6 separate regions of the Mus musculus genome follow, and all the other regions are linked to region 1. A link is a contact called in public Hi-C, HiChIP or PLAC-seq and Micro-C data. All regions are on one chromosome and are shown on one strand. The core of a region is the stretch at or near the end of the contact, and the rest is flanking DNA. Distances in the headings are between cores, read along the strand shown. Region 1 has its middle 78 kb from the start of Gm34044. Region 2 has its middle 89 kb from the start of Gm33897. Region 3 has its middle 40 kb from the start of Gm46240. Region 4 has its middle 78 kb from the start of Gm46240. Region 5 overlaps Gm46240. Region 6 holds the start of 4930556N09Rik (RIKEN cDNA 4930556N09 gene).

Region 1 (3,414 bases), core at 154-2,653:
GAATATGAACAGGGGAAAAAAGTCCATTACTGGCTCCAATATGTACTTTGGAACAATACTTCACAAATAAATATGTTATGCTTTTTCTCAAACAGAAAATGTTTGGGCATTGTTAGTTTATCATGCCCAATTAGACTATAAACGTTTGTTCCTCTTTTACTCAGAAGCGGGGTTATTTTAGATGCCACACCCACACCAGGAGTAAAGGTTTCTTAAGTTTTGCTTATGTGTCCTGTACCGTGAAATCTACGCTCAAGAGGAAAACAGTGTGTTGAACTGACACTTTCCTCTGTGGTTAATATGTAAGCCACGTATTATCTGAATTGTTTTGCCAAAACACGTCTGGCTGGGTACATTACACAGGTCACTCGCATATACATATTGGAGACAATAAGGTATCCGTAACAGCGTTGTGTGCTCACTCTTTTCATCTAATTTAAAATCGCGACGTGGTTTAGGAAAAGCTCTCTTAAGTCACAATACCAAGTTATTGCAGCAACATTTGTCCTCCGTGGCACTAAATTCCCTGTATAGTAAATTGTGTTTTCGGTTGCTTTGTCCCATAGTGTTGATCATAAGCCGTACTTAAGGATTTCAAACGGCGACAGCGCCCCCTCACCCCCCCCCCCCAAACCCCTTTTTAGTCCTAAGCTAGAAGTACCTATCAAATCCTATTTCTTTCCTTAAAGACACACAGGAAAGCGCCGCGGAAGAGATTCGTCGACTGTGCAACAGCGACCCCTGGCGGCCCGATGCTCGCAAGGCCTTGAGCACCCAGAGCTGTCTCTAATCAAGTCCCTCTTTGTTTTCCATATCTGGAGAGCGACCCGGAACTGTCTTTGAGAGTGTGGGCTGTGTTTGATACCCACAATCTAAAGCTCAAAGTTTCAGGATCTTCACTACTCACGGCGTACAACTCATGGGTCTTTGTTTTCTTTTTGTGACATTTAATGAAATGAGTTTTGTAGTTGGGTTTTGTCCCTTTCTCCTTGCCAGCGAATCACAACAACAAACTTGCACATTAGTAAAAAGCCTTTGATGGCTTTTGTCTGTTTGGGAGGAGAAAATGCCTGAAAAGTAAGTAAAGGTCTCAGGGAGGTGGGGGGAAGGAAAACGAGTATTGCTTGTAGCACGAACACCCATATGATTCATCGGTAGAAGCTGAGCTCTGGCTCCATTTCTTTTGTAGATTTCCCGGCTCCCCTCACCCCACCCCCCGCTTTGTTCCGCTTCAAACCTTTCAGAGGGCTGAAATGCATTATTACCTTGTTAAATCTCTACCCAAATCATTTCTACAGCCCGAAGCTGTTTTGACGTGGGTTGAGCATCTCTCTCTCACACACATACACACAAAAGAATTGCTTTTGTTCCCAGACGCTCTCATTGGCTGAACGGCCTCCCTTTCGGGCCAATCAGAATCTAGTTGTCAGGCTTGGCAGGCTATTTTTAACCCAACACACAAAACCACTGGGTCTTGGAGGCAGTCCGCGGCAGAATGAAAGTCCCCATAGTAAAAGGCAGCAGCTGAATGTATTTTGGATGTCACGGCGTGTTTGACATTTTCTCTTTAATTCCATATACACTGTTACATTAGCATGTGCTTTTTCGTAAACAACTAACTCAGAAATGGACCTGCGTTTTCACAAGCTCTGTATTACCCTTTTAGGAAGAGAAAGCCTAAAATATATTGTATTCAGACTTGATCCAAAAACATTTCATAGTGTGTGGACGTATTAAACACACACACACACACACACACACACACACACACACACACACAGTTTCAATACGAGTGTGAAGGTGCTTTTAACAAGGGATTTTTGTAGATTTTCATTTTGGGTTGACAAAATTTTCATCAGTGACTGAATGAGAGTTACAATAATATCCATCTTTCTCCCTTACCGCATTCAATATGTATATAATTACTGCAACATGTATACACTTTATGTGTGGCATCTAAAATTATAAATACTCAGTGTGGGGTATTTTTGTGGGGGTATTTAGATAAAGCATGGTTTGCAGCATATTCAACCGATTGTTCAGTGGGGGACTTTTTTTTTTTAACCTCCCTAAATACACTTTAAGTGACAAGGCATCAAAACACATAGTTTGTAAATTATCTAACATATCCAGGAAACGAAAAGTTGCCAGATGTGAAAATACCAGGTTGTAAAGTTTGATTCACCCCCCAACCCCCGAGCCTTCCGTTTAATAGGCCAAAAAGCAGAAAAAGCTAAGTTGATCTCAAAATATATATCACAAAGCAATTTATTGGCAGAAAAATGAAACTATTTCCTGCAAAGGAAAGGGGGGGTTGTGGAGGCCTAAATAAGAAAGATGTTAAGAATCTCCCCTGGTTCTTACAAGAGATTTTTAAATTGTAGATTTGCCTAGTATTTATTTATCCAAGCTTGGCGATATGACTTTATTTGTTGTTCTTTGTTCATCTCCTGAAAAAGGCCTGTTATTTTTTGTTGCAAACCACGAAAGTGTCATTTAAACATGGTGTCAGGCAAGTGCAGAAATCCCGCAAAGGCTCCTGGGAGACATGGCTAGGATCCTATTCAAAGATGCAGGCGTTCTTCAGGAGAGAGGCTTCCATAACAAAAGTAGCCAAGGATAAGGAAAAGTTTACACAAAAGTTCTAGCAGAACTGTGGAGAACAGTCAAGATGTAGGGAAGGTGTGTACCTTGCCTTAGCAGATTTCACTGTTGGGGAGAAATGTCCCCTGCTTTTCTGATGGTGAATTTGAACGACTGTAACAATGCACCTGGAAAAGAGGCCACTCTTTCCAACAACTGTGTGAGGCACACTAGGTCAGCTTTCTAAAACCTCTATAATAGCTCCCAGGAACTTTGCTAGGTTTAGATAGGCAACCAGCTGCTAACAATTTAGTTTAATATTCATTCTTATTAGAGTCAAAGAATCTGAAAAAAACTGAGACCAGGCAAGATTCTTTTCTCTTGGCAGTGGCATATAGCACATTGAACTCCAGTAAAAATTAATCCATGACACTTTTTTGATGCTAGGCCCTCATTCTTTGGGCCGGGTCATTTTGCTCTTGACTTAATCATCTGGGAAGTGCCTTGATTTGGGTTGTTTGTTTGTTTGTTTGTGGTTTGGTTTGATTATATGCTTGTCTGGTTTAAAAGTAAATATACAACGATCATATCAATTTTTTTAAATGTGTCTTCACCTCGCAGTCTCTGGGTTTATATATAAACTCCCTAAAGGCAAAAACTATTAGAATAAAATAGGTATATTATTATTTTTTAAAGAAAATAACATTTAACCCCTCCACCCAGCATTTGTTAAGTTTTATCCAACCCTGGTGTACATTTTCTTGTCCATGGAAGTTCTCCTGGGAGAAGAAACATATGCAGGTCCCTTGCCTGAGCCTCTATGAGAATGGT
Region 2 (3,650 bases), core at 332-2,831, 510 kb before region 1:
TCTTGGTGGGGGAGATGGTAAGGTGAGACTGGGAGTGAATTTGACCAAACACATCCTATGGTTGTATGAAATTCTCAACTAACAAGTATAAAATATATTTTTAACGATAAACTGATGTATTTTAATAAATCTATGCTGTTGCATAGATTCAACAGTATTTATTGTTGGATTTAGTATGGGGTTTGACCTTGTCCATGTGGTAATTTTCTTATTCCTAAGTTCTTCATTTATTTTATATTTAAATATGCACATAAGAAGAGAGAATTGCAAGATAAACTTCTGTATATGTTTTTTCTCCCAGATTCTACTACTAGCAATATTTTAATTCATTTTCTTTTATCTTTAATTAGCCACTTCTGAATAACATTGTATTGTTATCTGTAGCAATCTAGATATCATGGATCATAACATCTGGGTCAATAAAAGAGACCACAGAGGGAGGAATGGATAGTATATGTCATGGGATGTTTGTGGGAGATATTACTTAAACTTCTGATGAAGAGTTGAACAGATAATGCCAAGTGCTCTTCAGGTCTGCTGTGATGGGTGTGGTGCCGAAAACACCCCTGGCAGCTACAGGGAAGAATAGAATGCTGTGCACAGGAGAGGTGGTTTCTGTTAACTCCAAAAGGCCTTCTCTCAAGCTTTAGAGGGCTAGGACATCTAAAGATAGGTGGTGGAGACATACAGACTGAGGGAGTTTTTAAGTCACAATGGTGAACATGTCTACCTCAGATCCAGCCAGTCAACCAGGAAACTAGGGAAGGTCACTCTTCCACAATATGCTTGCATTATGCATACTAGTGTTTGTTAGCATATATTAATGAGTTTTTTTATGATCCAGCCATGCATGTACATATGTTTTCATCATCTGTATCTCAATCACTCTCTTGTCCCCCCTCCCATCTCTGTTAATCCTGTCTTTTTCACGATTAGCCTCTCCACCCACTTTCATGTCTTGTGGTCATTCTCAGAGTTTGTAGTTGACCTTTTCCTCCCTCCCTCTATTCGGTCCATCATTAAATCTCATAGGTAAGACTCCTCCAAATTTCTTGAGCAATTTCATGTCCCCTCTCCCCACTGTCTCTCAGACAATCAGGCTCTGCTTTTGCTTTTTCCTCATTTGCTTTTCCCTAAACAGTTGCAAATGGGTTCTCACTGGTTTGCCTGCAGCCTCCTGTTAGCCTCCTGGTGCTTAGATACCATCACCAGCAACATCCTAGCTAAACACAAAGAAACCGGTTTTCCCGGCTTACTGCATCTATTATTAAATAATAGAGTTTTATTGCCATCAGTTACTCAGACTCTCAGGGTCTTGTCTCACCATTTCCTTTCATTTGGGCACATGCCTCTACATCGCCATGTTTCACCCATATTAAAAAAAAAATAAAGTTTTGCCATTTAAATACTGTCCGACTTTTTTCGTCCAGAGTCTGCATCTTTATTGCCAAGGGCCAATCCCAGCCTTCAGGGTCTTTTTCTTTTCTCTGCTTAATTGATCCTCTGAGGCCAAAGTCAATGTTACTTCCTTCTGGGAAGCTTTTCTCAACCCCTACCCCTGTCAGAATGAATCACTGTTTAGACAGTGTTTCTGCCACATAAGCCAGGCTTTGTATAATCATGATTTATATTCATTCCCATTTCTCCGCTGGACTCTGACCTCTTTGGAAAAAAAAAAGGTTTTAGTTTGGTTATTCTGGGCTTAGCAAATATTCCCTCGAGGGGCTAGGAGAGTGCTTTTCCCTTGGCCAGCTCTCTTTACATTCTGATGATGTAGGATCATTTTCTTTCATTTGTAAGGTACACTGTCTTCTAGAAGCAAATCACGGTAAATTCTGAACCATCTTTGTCATGACATATAGTTTGACATAGTGCTGAAGTCACCGAACACAACTAATTGTGAGAGGAGCCATAAAATGAGACCACTGCGTGCCCTAGCAGATAGTCACTGTATCATCTGGGAGATTCAGAGCTTTGACTTACTTGTAGACATAAGACATTCTTTTTCTGTTTCTCTTTTTTTTTTCTACATCCATTTATCAAAATATTTTTTTAAACAACCAGAGAGAAGCATGTATAGTTAGGAATAAATTATCGGACTCAGGCAAAAATATGACACTAAGCTGAAGGTATTTCCAGCACCCCAAAATAGGATACAAAAGTCTTGGGAGCTGGAACATAAAATCGGGGAGGAGATATATTAAGAGGCCTAAGACATCAGGTCTTTTAGTTTAATAATATCTCTCGTATGTGGTCTTATGGAGTATTCAGCTTAGATGAAAACTTTTTCGGTGGCTTAGCTGGATTTATGAACCAATGGTCACTCAGGAACAAGAGGGTAAAATCCTTATGTTGTGTGTCTTGGTATCATTTCGAAGCCTCTCAGTTTCCTTCTCTGACATTAACAGAGAATAATCCTTCAAATTACTCATGTGAACTAATGAGACCAGTAATGAAACGGCTAGCTCCGTCATTGCTATGAGTGATGCCCTTTTAGAACACTCATTAAAAAACCTTTCTTGTCCTTCATTATGTGGAACATGCAATCCTGAAGTGTTGTAATTTACAGCAGGGCTAGGTTTCTGCTCTAAAATCCTCTCTGCTTTAACATACAAAATGCTACTTTTTCCATACTTGCATTACTCAAAGAGCAAAAAACAAAGATGAGAAATGAAACAAATTTTGAAGATAATTCTACTCATCTCCTCTAACTTGCCAATCTTTCTCCTAGAAGATGTTAAGAAGCAATACACGTGCCTCACTGAAGGAATAAACACACTCATCTGCAATTATTAGAAGCTACTTTGAAGAAAAAGGCCCACAAAGATAGATGGGCTTTTCCCAAAAGTCAGAATTATGTTTGTTTTAAAAGCAGTTATTGACTTTTCATGAGCAGTATCTCAGGCAGGCCCATCTTTTGTGATGAAATCCTGATGGTGTGAAAAGTTGAGTTCATCTGCATAGAACAGATTACATTGTGATCTGTGAAGACATCCCTCATTCGTACTTCCATACTCTCTGAACTGCTTCCTATGTCAATGATTTGAGTTGCTTACGTAAACACAATGGAAATTTTGCATTTAAATGGAAATAGAAGAATATACAGATGAAAACCTTTTCTCAAAGTACCAAGAATGGGGCCAGTGAGATGTCCCAGTGGATAAAGGTGCTTGATGCTAGGTCTGAGGACAGAAGCTCAACCCTGTAACCCACAGAATAGAACAAGAGAATGAACTCCCACGAGGTTTTCTCTGACTGACACATATGCTGTGGGACATGCCTTACTCTATCACATAAATAAACCAGTCAATAAATCAATCAATAAATATTACAAATTTAAAAAGAAATAGTATACACAAATTTTTGAATCAATAGAGTGTTCAATTTATATCGATCCAGAAATGAAAACTGTTAATTAAAAAAAAAGATGTTTATTATTTATTTATGTACACGTGTATCTCTCTGAATGTGTGAAGTGTGCATATATGAGGACTTAGAAGCCAGAGGAGAATGTATGCTCACCTGGAGCGGGAGTTACAGAATGTTTTATCAACTGAACTGTGTGCTAAACTCCACTCCTCTATAGAAGTAACAACTGTAGTCAGCTGCTGAGCCATCTCTCCAGTCGCAACTGTGTTCATTTTAACTGT
Region 3 (3,836 bases), core at 283-2,782, 450 kb before region 1:
CCCTAAAATAAATGAATAGTTGAGTTTTGGGAATAGATAGTAAAACTGTTGTAATATTTTAGCATTTCTTGGCTCACAATCATCCTTTATGATATTAATTTTAGTTATTCAGCACAATGTCAACTCCTTATATTTCAATGATATATAAATTCTTCAATGTCCCCTATGTTTTCTGAAGGAGAAAGTAATATTTACCTAGAGTCTGCATTATGCAAAGAACTGTTCCTGCCTGCCATCTTGTTTCTTTCCCAAAAAAGTCTTTCAATACATGTCCTTTTACTTAAAAAAAAAAGCTAAAAATATAGGAGGGAAGAATACACTGTAGGATTGATTCTAGGTTTTAGCATGTAGTGGACAAGTGTTTTATAATACAGTTACCTTGCCAGCACTTACATATGGAGCTTTGGAAAAATTTACTCCTTACCTAATATATAGATGATATTTTTTTCTGCCTTTTAACTTTCTCATAATTTCCCTTTGAAAATTAATAGTTTCAAGGTTAACTCACGGTCAATGAGAACATAAACGTTCCATCTTTTATTTCCCATTATAATCTTCATCATTCTGCTCATAGACATTAGAAGGATAGGCTGACTTTTCCCTTTTCCCCTTTGAATTAAATTTGGATGCTTAGTTTGGGGCGGGGTGGGGGAGATACCAAAGGTCTCTGTGGTGGCTGGAATATGCTTGGCCCAGGGAGTGGCATTAGGTCATGTGGCCTTGTTGGGGGACATGTTCCACTGTGGGGGTGGCCTTTGAGACCCTCCTCCTAGTCACCTGGAAGATAGTCTGTCCCTGGGTAACTCAGCTCCTCCTGTGCCTTGCCTGCCTGGAAACTGCAATGCTCCTGGCTTGATGATAACAGACTGAACCTCTGAACCTGTAAAAAAGCCGTAATTAAATGTTGTCCTTTATAAGAGCTGCTTTGGTCATGGTGTCTCTTCAAAGCAATGGAAACCCAAGACAGTAGTTGGTACCAGGAGTTGGGTATTGTGATAGGCCTGACCATGCTTTTATATTTCTACAACTGATTTCTGAATCTTGGGTTTAGTTCAAATATATATATATATTTCTAGAAATTTTTCTTTCTTGAGAAAGTTTTAGAACTTAGCTTGAGTATCTATAGTACATGCTCCCAACTAAAAACATATCAGGATGTCCAGAATGACATATAGTAAGTAGGCCTTAAGGATTAGACATTTAATGATGTTCAGAGCAGAGTTGAAAGCAGTACATTTCCTTTGGCAAATTCTAGCTTGTGTGTGTGTGTGTGTGTGTGTGTGTGTGTGTGTGTGTGTATGTGTGTGTGTGTGTGTGTGTTAACAGATATTCTATGTCCAGAAACCCCCTCTACTGGATTCTTGAAAATAAGAAACATCACAGAATATTTCATTGAGTCTGCCGGAGTAAATGACTCTAAAGCTAGGTAGCTGATGTTTTGGAAAAACCTTTGAATATCAAGGCTGTAAGAGGTCCTTCCCTCTGTTCTCAGAGATCAAGGATAGGAACTAGGGCTGTTTATTGCATGAAGCCCAAACCCAGATGGTATTTTTAGATCCGTGCTGGTATTTGCCTTTTACAGTACTTTCTTGCTTGAATGAGTCACTCTGTGTCTAAAATTTCCTTGCATTCAGGGACTAAATAGGTCAAGGCTAAATAAACAATACTACCAGATGACCATGAAAAATATCCAATCATTCAGCAATCTAATCAGTATTCCAGTTCAGGAAATCTGGTGTGATTGCTCCTTTACATTTATGGTCTGGGAGGCATCTAGTGGGCAGTAGTCCTAGATACTGAGAATACGACCCATTTGACTTTCTTAGAACACACAGAAGCCACATAGTCCTTTATATGGAATGCATCCACTTGGGGCTTAGCCTAGAAGAGGCCAACCATTTCTGGCTCTTGTTTGTTTAGAATCTAGAAAGCAAGTCATAGGAAGTCTTTGCTTTACAATGCTTTTGTTACAAACTGGCTTACCTATTTGCCAACTATGTCCAAGTGGAGCTTGAAAATCTTGATGATTCTACGTTTCCAATGGTATGAATGTGGTTTCTAAAATAATGGGGTAGTCAAATGGGATAGTTTTAAAAATTGGAGTTTAACTCAGCCTTAAATAGGGTGTTTTATCAAACTTCTCTCCTCAAGGTTCAGGGATCTGTGCAGGAGAGAAGGCAGGTAGACTATGAAGACCCAGAGGATGGTGGGTGATTCTAAGAAACCAGCATGATCCAGACACATCTGGGCTGATGAACATATGAACACACAGAGACTGTCACAGCATGCTCATGGTCCACACAGGTTCAAACCAGACAGAATCCTAGCACTGATAAAGGGAAGAAGACATAAAGTCCCATCCCTAACCAAGATGCAATCTGCAACTGATACCTGATGAGAAAGGGAAAGGTCAGTTTTCTCCAATGGAGAATCCAATGAGCAGCAGAAATTTGGGTGGGTAGGGACCGAGAGGAGGATCTAGGGGGAGTTGGGGGTGGGGAAAGAATGATCAAAATATATTGTATGAGCAAAAATTTATATGAAATTAAAAAAAGGCTTTTACAAATTTGATAAGATGGCCAGATAAGTGCAAACAGGCAAACGGTTCTCCCACAGAGAAAGGGTTAAACACAGATGTTGTCGGTTTGACCAAAGCCCTCTTTCTAGAAATCTTTCATAAGGGAGACCTGGCAGACATTATGTAAATTCCATAATATCTAACCCACAAAATGGTAGTGTGCTGTCTGAGGTCTATTGTATGCCAGGGTACATTTGTTTAGATTAAAATGAAAATAATGAAGGGATCTCAGTTTTTAAGGCAGACATCTGAGACATTTAAAACTACTTCCCCGCACATATACTCCTAACTCTAAGGTGCTATTTATTGGATGGGAATGAACTTATCTGAGACTGTTATACTTACTGTATTTCAGAATAATTTCTCAATTTGGGGCTGAGATTTAAAGACTATGTTTCATTTTCAGAAGCCGCGATATTAAGTCAAGCCTTCAAACATAAGATACGAAACAATCTTTTAAAAGTAGGTTTGAGATATATACAAACAAAAATGAACAAAATAATGTTTCTATTGTTTTACAATCTCTGAACAGATTTGTGTGCTTGGGTTACATGTTCTCAAAAATACGGTAATTATTCATTCTTCAGATTTAGAAAGAATGGGTCTTTTAAAAGCTTTTCATAAAAAGCATTAGATAAAATTTAGAAAAATAGTCTCTTGTCAGCCTAACACTTTGCACCGGTCTCAGCATGAGTCTGATTAAAGTCTTTTCCGTCTGCATTTTGCATCTGTATGTGTATGTGAATATTAATGTTTTTTTCTTTTTTAGAATTTTGAAAACAATGTTTAGCTTTTAATGTTTTATTTAAATAATTCATATAAAAGGAAAAATATCACGGCACCTGATGACTCTTGTGAGACCAGTTTGACACAGTTCAAGGCTTGACACAAAGGCTGTGGAGAAAAAGGAAGAAATGATCCAAGTAGGTGACAGATAGATGGTGGTGTGCTGTTCATTAGGAAGGGCGCATGCAAGATGTCATATTTCATGTCAAACTGGCTAAGAATATTGTTTTAAAACAACATACAGTTCATTGGAAGTCAGTACATTTCTATGCTTATATCCCCTTGGTTTTCTCAAAGTGGGGATCGCCCATCTTGTTACAAGACTCATGGGAAAAGCATGGAGGTTTACCACATGAGAACTCTAAGCAGCAGAATTACATCTTGGGCACAAATTCCATTATGCCGTGGTAACCTGTCTGTCTGTCTTTCTGTGAATAGCAAATCCCTACTATTGTGCAGTCTGCTTAGTCAT
Region 4 (3,582 bases), core at 110-2,609, 490 kb before region 1:
AATGACCAATGTTTGAGAAGATGCATTAAAACGGATCTAAACATCACACATCACACAATGTAGTCGCGGATTAATGCACAGTATGGAAACTCGTTCCCACATGCTTTTATATGTTGGATAAAATAAAAGTGAGAAAATTTTAAAGGAAGAAGAAACTGAATATATGCCACCAGCACATCTGGACTAGCACATCTGGACTAGCACATCTGGATGGTTAATATGACCTTAGAGGCAACCACTGGGCAAACCTCACTAGACGTTCTACAGGGCGTACACTGGCTTTGTTTATCGTAGCAGAACATATCAGACGCTATGACCTTTGGCTTGAACTAGAAGTAAGTCTTTACTCCGCCATGTGCTCCCCTTCCCTACATTTTATCCAACAGAATAGAATTGCCTAGATTACATTCTTATCCTCATTGGTCTGTACCAGCAACATTTGAGAGTCACTATTGCCCTGGCAATGTTCCTGGTTTTGCTCCAAGATTCCTTCCGCCTGTCCATCTTCTGCAGTGCCACCAGAGAATAGTATTTCATTAACCTAAATCATACGATGTAATTTTTCCTGCTTAAAACTGTCACATCAAGACTTTGAGTTATTATTATTGTTATTGTTATTGTTATTATTATTATTATTATTATTATTATTATTATTATTACAAGGCTTGGCTCCTGCCTACCTTCCCTTTTCTCCTGGTGTCTCAAGACTGACCTCTACCTTAAAAGCTAGTATTCCTAACTGGCATTTCCAGGACAGAGGAAACTGTCACTTCCAACTTTCTCTACTTGCAGCTTGCTTTGTCATCTTTAGGTCACAGACAGTTCATCTGACTAGTTGTCTCCAGCTAGGCCAAAGTCTCCTCATAAGTTGCAAAAGTTTTCAAATATTGTCATAAATTCCCATGTATCCAGGACACCAGAGTCTGGCCTCTGCTCTAGAAACTGCTTTACCCACATGGCTCTGTTCCAGAGACACCACTATTTTCTCCGTTTGGACATTTAGAACAAGCCCCAATTCTAAGCCTCTGCCTTGTGTTCATGGAACACCTCAAGCTAAATTTATATTTTCATGACTTTGCTTCCTTTTCTGGACTCTGTCTCGTCTCCAAATTGTCAGTGGTTTCTGCTCTTCTCATTTGAGTGGCCACATGATTATGGGAACTTCCAAGGTAGGAGAAGAGCTAGTTATTAAGATGAGGCCTGTAGAGTTGGGAACAACTTATTAGTAGCTGGGTGTGGCCCACGCAAACCTGGCTCAGAATCACAGCTCTTCAGCTTGAATTCACCCTGGGGAAGAGGCTCAGCTAGCAGCTCTTTAAAGAGCACAGGCTTCAGTGCCAGCTGTTTTCCTTGTAAAACAGCTGACCAGTTTTGCTCGGTGCAATCAGAGACTTGGGTTCCTTCCCACGAGGGAAAACCGTTGACCCATTTCAGTTAGTACTGCAGAAAAATTTCCATGGGCCCAAGAGAGGTTCTTGGGAAATAAGATAGGTATCCATTCATTGTATAAAGTGACAGGCAAGGCTTGTCATTTTTCACCATTGTAAGAAGTCAGAGGCAATAAACACATGCAGGAAATTGTGGTGGTATCTCCCCCCCACAATTGCTTCTGGAACTGTTTGTTTCTTTACAAGCTTGTTATTCACTAAGCAATCAATTTTAACTCCTCCTTTGCCCTAGTTCCTGGAAACCCCTAATCTTGCCATCTTTATAGATCTGCCTATTTTGAAAATTTCAAATACATTAAACTATACAACCTCCAACTTTTTGTGTCTGCTTCATTCATGTGAGGTATGAGTTCCAGTTGATTTGTCTGTGGCATGCACCTCCTTCATGCATTCCTTCCTTTTAGTAGTTGAATAATATTCTACTGTGTGGGCAGGCCACATTTTTTTTTTATATCCATTCATCTGTTGATGTGCATTAGGGTCATTTCCACCTGCAGGTTATTACCCTGAAAGTTGCTGTTATGGCTGTTTGTGCCCTAGGTTTTATTTGAACATCTGTTTCCAATGATTTTTGGTGTGACTAGGAGTGGAATTGGAGGGTCATATGGTTCGGGAAAAAAAAAAAGATCCTTGTTTAACTTTAGTGAGGGAACCATGAAACTTTGTTTTTTCTCTAGTGGTTCAACAATTTTACATTCTAACGAGTTACGAGGAAGGATGGGTTTGGGCAAATCCTAAGAACACCATACAAAGTGTTTATATCAATAAGTGACTCATTAAAGACATTTACATGATAAGGAAGAACATCAACTCAGATTCTTAAAGTGAGATAAAGTTATCCCTCCTTCTTGGTTGAACAGACCATGATGGCTAATTATGAGTCAGTTCTGGAAAGTTCCGAGAGCAGCGTGTCAGGGCATCTACACAGAAGATTATTGGTGTAAGGTTTTTGAAATAGCCACACGTCAGCTGTTCAGAAATACAGATTCGCACTGTCTATGGCTGAGTTCTGCTTGGCTCCAGTGACACTGTTTCTGCTGAGCTTGAAAACCTCTTAAACCTGTCATTGAAAGGTAATATGTTCTTTTCTGGCTTGAATCACAACAGGGAATTCAAACTTGTAGTTCCTTTTGGAGCCTAAAGTCATTTAAAGTCAAATCACCTATGAGGATAAGCAGGGAGCTGTTTCAGGTCTGAACCCCCTCAGCCTTCCCGGAAGTCATGCCATTGGAATGCACAAGCTTGGTCGTTATTACCTCTGGGTGGCGTTCGCCTTTGCTGTATCTGTACGGACTATATTAGCTAGGTCTTCTGGGATGTTTAAGTTTTCCAATGATGTTGACAGCCTTATCCATGCCCTGGTGATATCAGATATGGATTCTTGGAGCTTCCCTTTCTCAGATCCTTGGCTTCTTCCTATCCTCAGACCACTTAACATTGGTTCAAGTTACAAGTTCAGGGGATTCCATGGCATTTCTCAAACGTCTAAGGCCCTTAAGGGAGTTCACTGGTCTGGTGCAATACCACATACTAATCCTGTCTAGCCTAGAGTTTTAAGCTTTTGAAGCTTAAGTAAATGGGCAGGTAGGAGATCCCATTGACAGAAAGTCAAAAGTCACACTAGATTATGTGTTGGCAAGTCAAAAGGAAATCATTGTTCCTCCTAGAAAAGAAGAAGTTCAATGGAGACAACTTATACTGTGAACTTGATCATCAGTCTATGTGTTGTTAGTCTTCATCGTCAACTCGACAGGATTTGGAATCGCCACATACACCTCTGGGCATGATTTGGGATTTTTTTTTTTTTGAAGAGGTTTAATCAAAATGGAGAGCTCCAATTCTAATCGGAGCAGCAGCACCTTAGTCAGCTAGTATTATGGTCCTAAACGACTGGGCGCAACTCCTGCTTGGGTTTGATCTAAGACATTTCAGTGCTTGGCATCCATTGCATTGGTACTAGGAACATCCAGCTCTGTACAGTTAACAAGAGTATAGTTCCGGTGGAGAACTTCGAATGTCACGGTCACTTTGTGCTTCTTTGTCAATTGCTTAATCTTTAACCGGTGTAAATAAGACTCTTAAGCAGTTCTTAGAAAACTGTAAAATTCTCTACCACTGAGGACATGGCCTTGTC
Region 5 (3,799 bases), core at 1,193-3,692, 400 kb before region 1:
AAATCTGTAAGATTTCAGCTCATTTGGAATATGGTATAAAGTGATCATGTAGGATTCTCATAAGACAGGCCTGTACTCAGCACATATGCACACCACAGAAGGCTACTAGGAACAATTTACAATTCTCCTTACCACATACCGAAACACCAGATTTACAGGTACCTTGTAGATGGAAAACATGCAGACATCACACATTATTTTCATAATGGGTATTTATTTTTAATTAGGTTTAGATACAAAATGAATATACTAATAAAGTAAATACAAGCTGAGTTGCCTCTTATATTTTGTGCTTAGTAATTTGTAATTTTAATTTTTAGAATATAGATGTCTCCCCTGTAACAATCATTATAAAATTGGTTTCTTACTGTTGGATTTTTTTCTTGAATTATATTTTTACTTACTCATTTGTTTTTATTTTACCTCCACACTTCAGTGGTAATGCTCCAGTATCTCCACTGAAAACAAGTTCAATGAATTTATGTTTTGAATCCATGTTCATCTGAAAATATGTGTGCTTTTACAGTTTTAAATACCATGAACGGATGTCGAATTCTAAGTTGAAAGTGAGTTTTCCTTGAAAGTTTGACAATGTCATAGTCTCTCTTTAAGGCTCATGTAAATGATGTCATCAGTAATTAGAGGTAAAGTTGGTAAGGCTGAATGACAAGGAAACCATGGAAGCAAGAGGAAAGTTCATACAAGACAGGTCGCCTAAAGTATGTGCTATGAGAACAGGCGGAAGGGCACCTCTGGTTAGAAAAATTGAATACTGCCGAGAAATCTAACATGCCTCACAACCAGTCCTTATCTTCAGCACCAGGTTGGCCATTCTGACTGGACAATTGAGAGTCATCAGAGTGGAAGAGGGTAAGAATTCGTAAAAGGGTAGGCTTGAAAAACTTTTGAGTCATTTGTCTGAGAATATGCAAGGGAAAAGATGACATATCCCCTTGTTTTAAAAGGTTACTAGAATCACTAGATTTGTTAAATGCTAATTTTAAAAAATCTAGTAAGGAAAAGAGACAACTGAATCATAAATGAGCAAACTAAAACAACTCATTAAGGTATTGTGTGTGCAGTGCAGAGAGAGGGACTAGTGAATAGGAGGAATAGGACATTAATTCTATAGTTTCATTAACAAAAACAACAGGATAGATATGGATGAACAGGCTGCAGCTTCTGTTGGGAGAAAAAGAAAGAGCTTATTGACCAGGTATCTTGTAGAATGTAAAATTTGAATCTTTTTGGAGAGATATGGTTAGATGTCTAAATGGCACTGAGAGACCCACTGAAATTAGTAAGCTTAAGTTTTCAATTATCTCAATTATTCTGGTTATACAACTTCCCCCTAAAATCTTCCCCCTAGAATCTTTCAAGGTTCTGACCTGGTTATCTTCATCCGAATTTCGTGAAAGCTATTCTCTGTACCCCAGATGAGGTTGGATGATTCAGATTTCTTCCTATGAGGCCTGCCATTTGACTTTCTACTATGTCCTTGATTTTTTCTTTGTCTTCAAAGCATGAAAGAGCATCTTGCCATGACATGGACAGCTCTGGATGGTCAGGCTTCTTTGACCCAGCCCATGTCACTTCTCTCTGTTTACATTAGTCCAAATGTCAACAACAACAAGCTACATGTGGGTTAACTACCATCCTGACAGTGCAAGGTACTTTCTTTACAGTTAGCAACCAGTGGCCTTGGTTGGAGAGCCTGAGAAGCAGCACATCTTAATGACATAGACAATGTTTAAACCTACATCATCAATTACAGACACCACACTTATTCTATTATCATTATTATTATTGTTGTTGTTTTGTTGTTGTTGTTGTTGTTACATTTATTTTTTCACTACATTGATTCTTTTTTATAGGTCCTCAGGGCTAGAGAACTGAACTTTAGTGTTTCAGGGCTTCTGTGAAATGCAATTATGAACACAATGCAGTAGTTGTGACTGACCAAGTTTGAACGTACTGGCAGTTCTGTTAGAAGCATGAAAAAGAATTTGCAAGTTTGTTCTGGATACGCCAACATTTACATAGCAGTCTAACAAAGGCTGGGGAAGAAAACCAAACTGAACGGAAACCTAGAGGGTCTGACATCGATGAGTTCCAATGTGTCATGTTGTTTCATAGGTAGAGTTAAACATTCTCAATTTGTGTGTCTGTGTGTTTGTGTGAGTGTGTGTGTAAGAGAGAGAGAGACAGAGAGAGGGGGAGAGATAGGCAGAGAGATACACAGAGAGAGAGAGAGATACAGAGACACAGAGGCACAGGGACAGAATCAGATGGGCCAAATGCAACCCCCAGTCACATCAAATAGCAATTTGGAATCATCTATTATCCTTGGAAATAAAAATGTCCTTGATGATGTTTGCAAGATTCCTTCTGGTGGAGTCAGAGGACAAAAACCAGATCACAGCAGGGTGAGCTTCAGAGTGCTTATTAAGCAAGCAGAGCTAACAAATATGTTGGGAATCTTGCAGAAGCTTGACAGTAAAGAGGTGAATGGAGAGGAGAGACTGTGGGTCACAGAGAAGGACATACTCCTTAAGTCTGGAAAGGTATATCCATCCATATGCACTTAAGTATGCATATACTTGTTAGGAGTGATCTTTGAGACAGAGAAACGGGGAGGTTTATAGGAAGACAAAGAAAGGGGAAGAAGGCAAGAAAAGGAACAGAAAGAGGAACAAATGAGACAAGGTCTCTAAAGGGAAATTCAGTGGATGGAGGAGAAAGAGAGAGAGGAAGAGAGAGAGAGAGAGAGAGAGAGAGACAGAGACAGAGACAGAGAGACAGGCAGAGAGACAGAGACAGACAGAGACAAAGACACAGATACACACACACAGAGACAGATAGACTCATACACACACACACTGAAAAATAACAAAAATAAATTATAAAAGATAATAAATAAATCCTCCAGAAGGATGCAAGTAAGTACAACACACTATAAGAATACAGAGACCAAGAAGGAACTCTTTTGTGCTCTCCCATTTTTGTGTGTATATGTACATGTGCACATGTGTGCATAGAGGTCAGAGGTCAACATTAGGTGTCTTCCTCAATTATGGTCCACCTTACTTAATCATTATTTATTTTTCCATTTGGTTATTTATTTATTTATTTATTTTATTTATTTATTTTTGAGACAGGGTTTCTCTGTATAGCCCTGGCTGTCCTGGAACTCACTTTGTAGACCAGGCTGGCCTCAAATTCAAAAATCTGCCTGCCTCTGCTTCTCAAGTGCTGAGATTAAAGGTGTGTGCCACTACCACCCAACTGGTTATTTAGTTTTGAGGCAGGGTTTCTGTGGTATCTAGTGCTCACTGATTCTATTAGACTAGGTGTACATTAAGCCCCGGGGGATCCTATTTCCACTTCCCCAAGTACTTTAGCAACTGAGTCATCTCACCACTGTTGGACCAGAAAATTCCATTCACCAGGAGTGGTGAAGATATCACAACCAGCACAGCTTGAGTCCTGAAACCATGATTTAGCGTTGGTGAAGGAATGAAGAATGGATAGCCACACCGAGACATATACAGAAAGACTGAGGTCCCTTGGAGTGTATGCATTTGGTCTGAATGGGACTTACTACTGCTATGAACTCAGAACCTCGGTATATTTTGAGTGCAGCAAAGGGGTATGAGTTGGGGCTTAGTCTTGGTAGGAAGTTTCTGTAGGTAAGCTGTTTCAGACTGTAAATATGCTGGAGGAGGAGGGGGCTGTAGTTGCTAGTTTATGTATCTACTGATCTATAAACACTTGAACTTGAACACCCAGGGAAAGTTTT
Region 6 (3,826 bases), core at 870-3,369, 280 kb before region 1:
AAACATGATTTATTTATTACATATTAAGTAGGTTTATCAAGTACAGTTATATGGACTTGGGTTGTTCTTTTTTTTTAACAAATATATGACCACTCTTATCAGTTGAAAATGTATAAATTATGCTATAATACTCCCTAATGGATACACTGACTTGTGAGGGCAACTGGCTGAAGGAACTCTGTAACACTGAAGACGTTTTGTGGAGGAAAGAGAAAGGCAGGAAGAAGAGCATAAACTTAATACAATCAGAATGTATTATTTACTCATGAATTATGGCAGCGGAAACAGTATGCAAGTTTTCTTTATTTTCTTATACTTACAACATAGGTTTTTTAATAAAAATATTAATTATAGTAGCTATATAAAAGCTGTAAAAGTGGAGCGCTCAAGGACCATAAAATAAATATTTCATATTAGTACTGACATAATCAAAGTAGTATACATTTCCAGAAATTAAAATATTTTATGCATTCCTTCACACACCTATTTATAAATTCATGGAATTTTTTTTCTTTGTTCTTAAATACCCTTTGCTGAAAGTATTTTATGTGCAAGGACCTACTAAAGGCCTTTAACATTAATGAAAGAAATTAAACACTTTAAAATAAAGACCAGAGTAAGAAAGCAGGTAGGTAAGTATGAGATTGAATAAATTCACTGCAATCTTCTAATGTAAGAAACAGGGAGCTAGGTGTTATACAGACTAATCTTGGTATGATTTATGCTAGGAGCTCTGAAATGCGTTAACATGGATTGGATGAAAGTTGAAACCGTAGTGACATAAAGGGATATTACACAAGCAGATTTCCAGGGAAAATAGTTTATGTGAAGGAAACAGCTCGTGAATAAAGTAGCATGATGGAATAAACTGGGTCCCAGGAGCTCTGAGGCCAGGGTAGCTGAAGCATACAGAGATACAGGCTGGAAAAAACAGAAACAGACCGGTCAACCCTGAGGTCATGCAGGTGACTGCATATGACGTCCTTGGGGCGCTGGGCAGGTGTTTGTTATAAAACTATCAAGATTTTGCCAGTGTTTTTCTAATACAGATTTGTAAGCTCTGCTGATGTTGGTGGTGGTGGTTTTTTTCTTGTAAATATGCTAGATGTTGAAATCCGGCATAAAGTTACCAGATATTGAGCTTTCTTGCTGTCTGAATTGCCTGTAGCAAAAGATTGTCAACCTAACAGCCAACTGGATCATCTTGAGGCCAGCATCTCCCATCTTGAACAATGCGCGTCCCTTGAGACAACTGTGTGGAACCATAGCTGATTGCCCCGGCTCTGGAAAGCACAGCAGAGCCAGGTCTATTGGAAGCAGTTTGTGGCAGATGACTCTCCCACTGTCACAAGCCCTGATGAACGCTGGGTGACCTTGCAATTTGAGCAGGAAAGACACTTCCACCTGTGGAGAGAGACTTCTGCAACTGGTGCTAAGTGGCTTTGAATGCTTCAAACAAGTGGCTGTGGTTGGTCCAAACACCCTCCTGGGCCATCTAAGCAGTAAGTTTGGGCTGACTCAGGCATGAAGTCTGCTGGCAGTTCTTTCTTGCGCTCTGCTGTCCCTCCATCAGTCCTAATGAAGGCTTCTGTCAAGTGATGTTTCTTACCTGCTTTTGAAGTTCAGTTGAGCTGGATGAACAAAGGAAAAAAACCAGCAGAGATAAGAGAGGCAATGGCAAAAGAGGTGACAGCTAAGCAAGACCCTGAAGCTTCAGAGGTGCCCCAGTGGCTCTTGCCCGTCTGCCAATTCCATATGCTGGACTTCTGAACAGTGCCCTTGTGTCTGGCCTGTTTCCCAACTCTGTTCCCGGCTTCCCAGCACAGAGTCTGATCAAACAGCATGTTCTGGTGATGGATCGTGTGCAACGACACCGTCTACACTCCGAGCTCCCATCCTTAGCAAATGACTTGAGTCATCCTGGCTAAGCTTAGGTTTCCCAGTTTCCAAAGATCCGCTGGAGGCTCAGGTTTTCAAGGGTAGCGATTTCCCTGTCTCACAGCCAAACACATTTGTAGCAGGAGTACTTATCTCAAGTCATCCCCGCAGCTGCCAGCGAGTTATGGAAGGGGCTAAGCAGCCAGCAAGCCTGACAACCGGAAGCAGCAGCTAGCTGAGCAGTTCCGGGATAGCCATGGAGACGGAGAGTTGAAGTAAAAAGGTAGCAAAGACCATGGTGAGCTGACAAAAGACTGCAAGGAGCTGGAGAGGATGGCCTGCACGATTGTTCCAGAGAGCACTCAAGACAGCAGGGTCGAGGGTCTTAGATCCCAGGCTGAGAGCTGAAACTTCAGCTATTGACAAGGGATCCTGATACCTGTGCCACTGAGGGACACTAGAGAGAGTTACTTGGGGTTGCTTCTGACAGCCTACGGCCACTGCTCACTGTTGTCAAATGAGAGCTGTTAAAATCCAGCATTTGAAGAACTTCTTTTCTTTTCTTTTCTTTTCTTTTCTTTTCTTTTCTTTTCTTTCTTTTTTTTTTTTTTGTCTAAATTATTTTTACTGGATATTTTCTTTTCCTTTCTTTTTTTGTTGGATATTTTCTTTATTTACATTTTAAATGCTGTCCCCTTCCCCGCTGCCCTCTAAACCCCTTATCCCTCCTCCTTCCCCTGCTTCCTCCCTACCCACCCACCCACCCACCCACTCCCACCTCCCTGACCTCAAATTCTCCTACACTGGGGCCTCAGGGCCTCTCCTCCCATTGATGCCTGATAAGGCCATCCTCCGCTACATATGTGGCTGGAGCCATGGGTCCCTCCACTCATTTTCTACGAAGAATTGCTTTTCAGGCAGGGAAGAACCCTCAGCCAGTAGAGCAGTTATGAGACCAAGAACAGTACCCTGTAGGAAAGTACTGGGAACAGTTCTGGCCTCAGCAAAGGTGTGTAATCACATGTCTGTGTCCTAAGAGGAAAAAGAAAAGATTAAATCAAAAGCTTTGAGGGAAAGAAAACTGAAACGTTTTGTGTGGATTGTAGAGCTGGATGCCTAATGGATATTCCAGTAGAAATATGAAATGTGTGTCAGTATGGGTGATCCCAGAGTAGGAGAGAGAGTCAGTCCTCGCGTTCATTCATTGTAAAGCCTACAAAAATCTATTACATCTTAGGTAACAGTTTTAGCAATGGGAATACAGAAGTAAAGAGAATCTAAGATCATCTCTTAATTAAAAGTTACTTTCATAGATGCCTATAAACATAGCTTGATCATACATCCTCACTGCCCTCTCTTGATTCTGCCTTCCTTGGCTGCTACTGTTGCTTTCTCCTCCTCCTCCTCCTCCTCCTCCTCCTCCTCCTCCTCCTCCTTCTCTTCTTCTTCTTCTTCTTCTTCTTCTTCTTCTTCTTCTTCTTCTTCTTCTTCTTCTTCTTCTTCTTCTTCTTCTTCTTCTTCTCCTTCTCCTCCTTCTCCTTCTCCTTCTCCTCCTTCTCTTCTTCTTCTCCTTCTCCTCCTCCTCCTCCTTCTCCTTCTCCTTCTCCTCCTTCTCCTTCTCCTTCTCCTCCTTCTCTTCTTCTCCTTCTCCTCCTCCTCCTTCTCTCCCTCCCTCTCCCCATCCTTCCTTCCTTCCCTTCTTCTTTCCTTCCTTCTTTCCTTCCTTCCCCCTTCCTCCCTCCTTTCTGCATAGTTATATATCTATTTTCATGTCCTTTCCTTCTTTAGGTCTAGATTCTCTCTAAAGTATGTGAGAGAAAGCAGGAGATACTTTTGTGAGTCTAACTTCTTTTCACAGTGATCTCTGTTTCCATTTATTTTCCTGCAAGTGACCAAGGATCTTTCTTTCACGTGGGTGATAAAATTCCATTATTTTAACATTAATTAT

The links. A called contact is a pair of places that touch in the nucleus more often than the background predicts. HiChIP or PLAC-seq counts read pairs in DNA pulled down with a chosen protein or histone mark.
Region 2: a contact with region 1 is called in an H3K27ac HiChIP or PLAC-seq map of the NIH/3T3 cell line, with 14 times the contacts expected there. The contact joins two enhancer-like sites. A contact is called at or near these places in 1 of 15 datasets of contacts at CTCF or cohesin (the NIH/3T3 cell line), 4 of 484 Hi-C or Micro-C datasets (the C2C12 cell line, bone marrow-derived macrophages, embryonic fibroblasts and 1 more), 8 of 115 datasets of contacts at active chromatin or transcription factors (the NIH/3T3 cell line, the SCID.adh cell line, astrocytes and 5 more) and 1 of 9 other capture datasets (embryonic stem cells).
Region 3: a Micro-C map of embryonic fibroblasts shows a contact between it and region 1, with 5 times the contacts expected there. The contact joins two enhancer-like sites. A contact is called at or near these places in 11 of 39 promoter capture datasets (the 3T3-L1 cell line, 3T3-L1-derived adipocytes, cranial neural crest and 6 more), 2 of 15 datasets of contacts at CTCF or cohesin (large pre-B cells and pro-B cells), 7 of 484 Hi-C or Micro-C datasets (adipose-derived mesenchymal stem cells, bone marrow-derived macrophages, cerebellar granule neurons and 4 more) and 7 of 115 datasets of contacts at active chromatin or transcription factors (T-cell acute lymphoblastic leukemia, astrocytes, bone marrow-derived macrophages and 4 more).
Region 4: a Micro-C map of brown adipocytes shows a contact between it and region 1, with 7 times the contacts expected there. The contact joins two enhancer-like sites. A contact is called at or near these places in 1 of 15 datasets of contacts at CTCF or cohesin (the NIH/3T3 cell line), 15 of 484 Hi-C or Micro-C datasets (the 3T3-L1 cell line, 3T3-L1-derived adipocytes, brain and 10 more) and 4 of 115 datasets of contacts at active chromatin or transcription factors (bone marrow-derived macrophages, cardiomyocytes, embryonic limb bud and 1 more).
Region 5: a Hi-C map of bone marrow-derived macrophages shows a contact between it and region 1, with 16 read pairs. The contact joins two enhancer-like sites. A contact is called at or near these places in 2 of 15 datasets of contacts at CTCF or cohesin (the NIH/3T3 cell line and large pre-B cells), 9 of 484 Hi-C or Micro-C datasets (3T3-L1-derived adipocytes, bone marrow-derived macrophages, embryonic stem cells and 4 more) and 6 of 115 datasets of contacts at active chromatin or transcription factors (the SCID.adh cell line, VIP interneurons, bone marrow-derived macrophages and 3 more).
Region 6: a contact with region 1 is called in a Hi-C map of muscle stem cells, with 1.5 times the contacts expected there. The contact joins the promoter of 4930556N09Rik here to the enhancer-like site in region 1. A contact is called at or near these places in 1 of 39 promoter capture datasets (the 3T3-L1 cell line) and 4 of 484 Hi-C or Micro-C datasets (3T3-L1-derived adipocytes, cerebellar granule neurons, muscle stem cells and 1 more).

The regions. Positions count from the first base shown.
Region 1 is chr10:97,312,403-97,315,816 of GRCm38.p6, forward strand. No RefSeq gene overlaps it. Among named protein-coding and RNA genes, the nearest start is that of Gm34044, 78 kb to the left of the region's middle. Within about 2 kb of position 1,404, at least 387 of the 459 cell types and tissues checked have an H3K27ac peak or open chromatin away from gene starts, as enhancers often do. A contact at or near this core is called in 3T3-L1-derived adipocytes, the NIH/3T3 cell line, bone marrow-derived macrophages and 9 more, where this site is marked.
Region 2 is chr10:96,802,975-96,806,624 of GRCm38.p6, forward strand. No RefSeq gene overlaps it. Among named protein-coding and RNA genes, the nearest start is that of Gm33897, 89 kb to the left of the region's middle. Within about 2 kb of position 1,582, at least 33 of the 459 cell types and tissues checked have an H3K27ac peak or open chromatin away from gene starts, as enhancers often do. A contact at or near this core is called in the NIH/3T3 cell line and neural tube, where this site is marked.
Region 3 is chr10:96,858,954-96,862,789 of GRCm38.p6, forward strand. No RefSeq gene overlaps it. Among named protein-coding and RNA genes, the nearest start is that of Gm46240, 40 kb to the right of the region's middle. Within about 2 kb of position 1,533, at least 19 of the 459 cell types and tissues checked have an H3K27ac peak or open chromatin away from gene starts, as enhancers often do. A contact at or near this core is called in 3T3-L1-derived adipocytes and embryonic fibroblasts, where this site is marked.
Region 4 is chr10:96,821,157-96,824,738 of GRCm38.p6, forward strand. No RefSeq gene overlaps it. Among named protein-coding and RNA genes, the nearest start is that of Gm46240, 78 kb to the right of the region's middle. Within about 2 kb of position 1,360, at least 60 of the 459 cell types and tissues checked have an H3K27ac peak or open chromatin away from gene starts, as enhancers often do. A contact at or near this core is called in 3T3-L1-derived adipocytes, brown adipocytes, liver and 3 more, where this site is marked.
Region 5 is chr10:96,907,444-96,911,242 of GRCm38.p6, forward strand. The region is part of intron 1 of Gm46240; the gene reads left to right. Among named protein-coding and RNA genes, the nearest start is that of Gm46240, 8.0 kb to the left of the region's middle. Within about 2 kb of position 2,443, at least 12 of the 459 cell types and tissues checked have an H3K27ac peak or open chromatin away from gene starts, as enhancers often do. A contact at or near this core is called in bone marrow-derived macrophages and uterus, where this site is marked.
Region 6 is chr10:97,033,649-97,037,474 of GRCm38.p6, forward strand. 4930556N09Rik (RIKEN cDNA 4930556N09 gene) reads left to right here and starts at 2,120. Exons shown (of 5, transcript NR_045358.1): 1 at 2,120-2,176.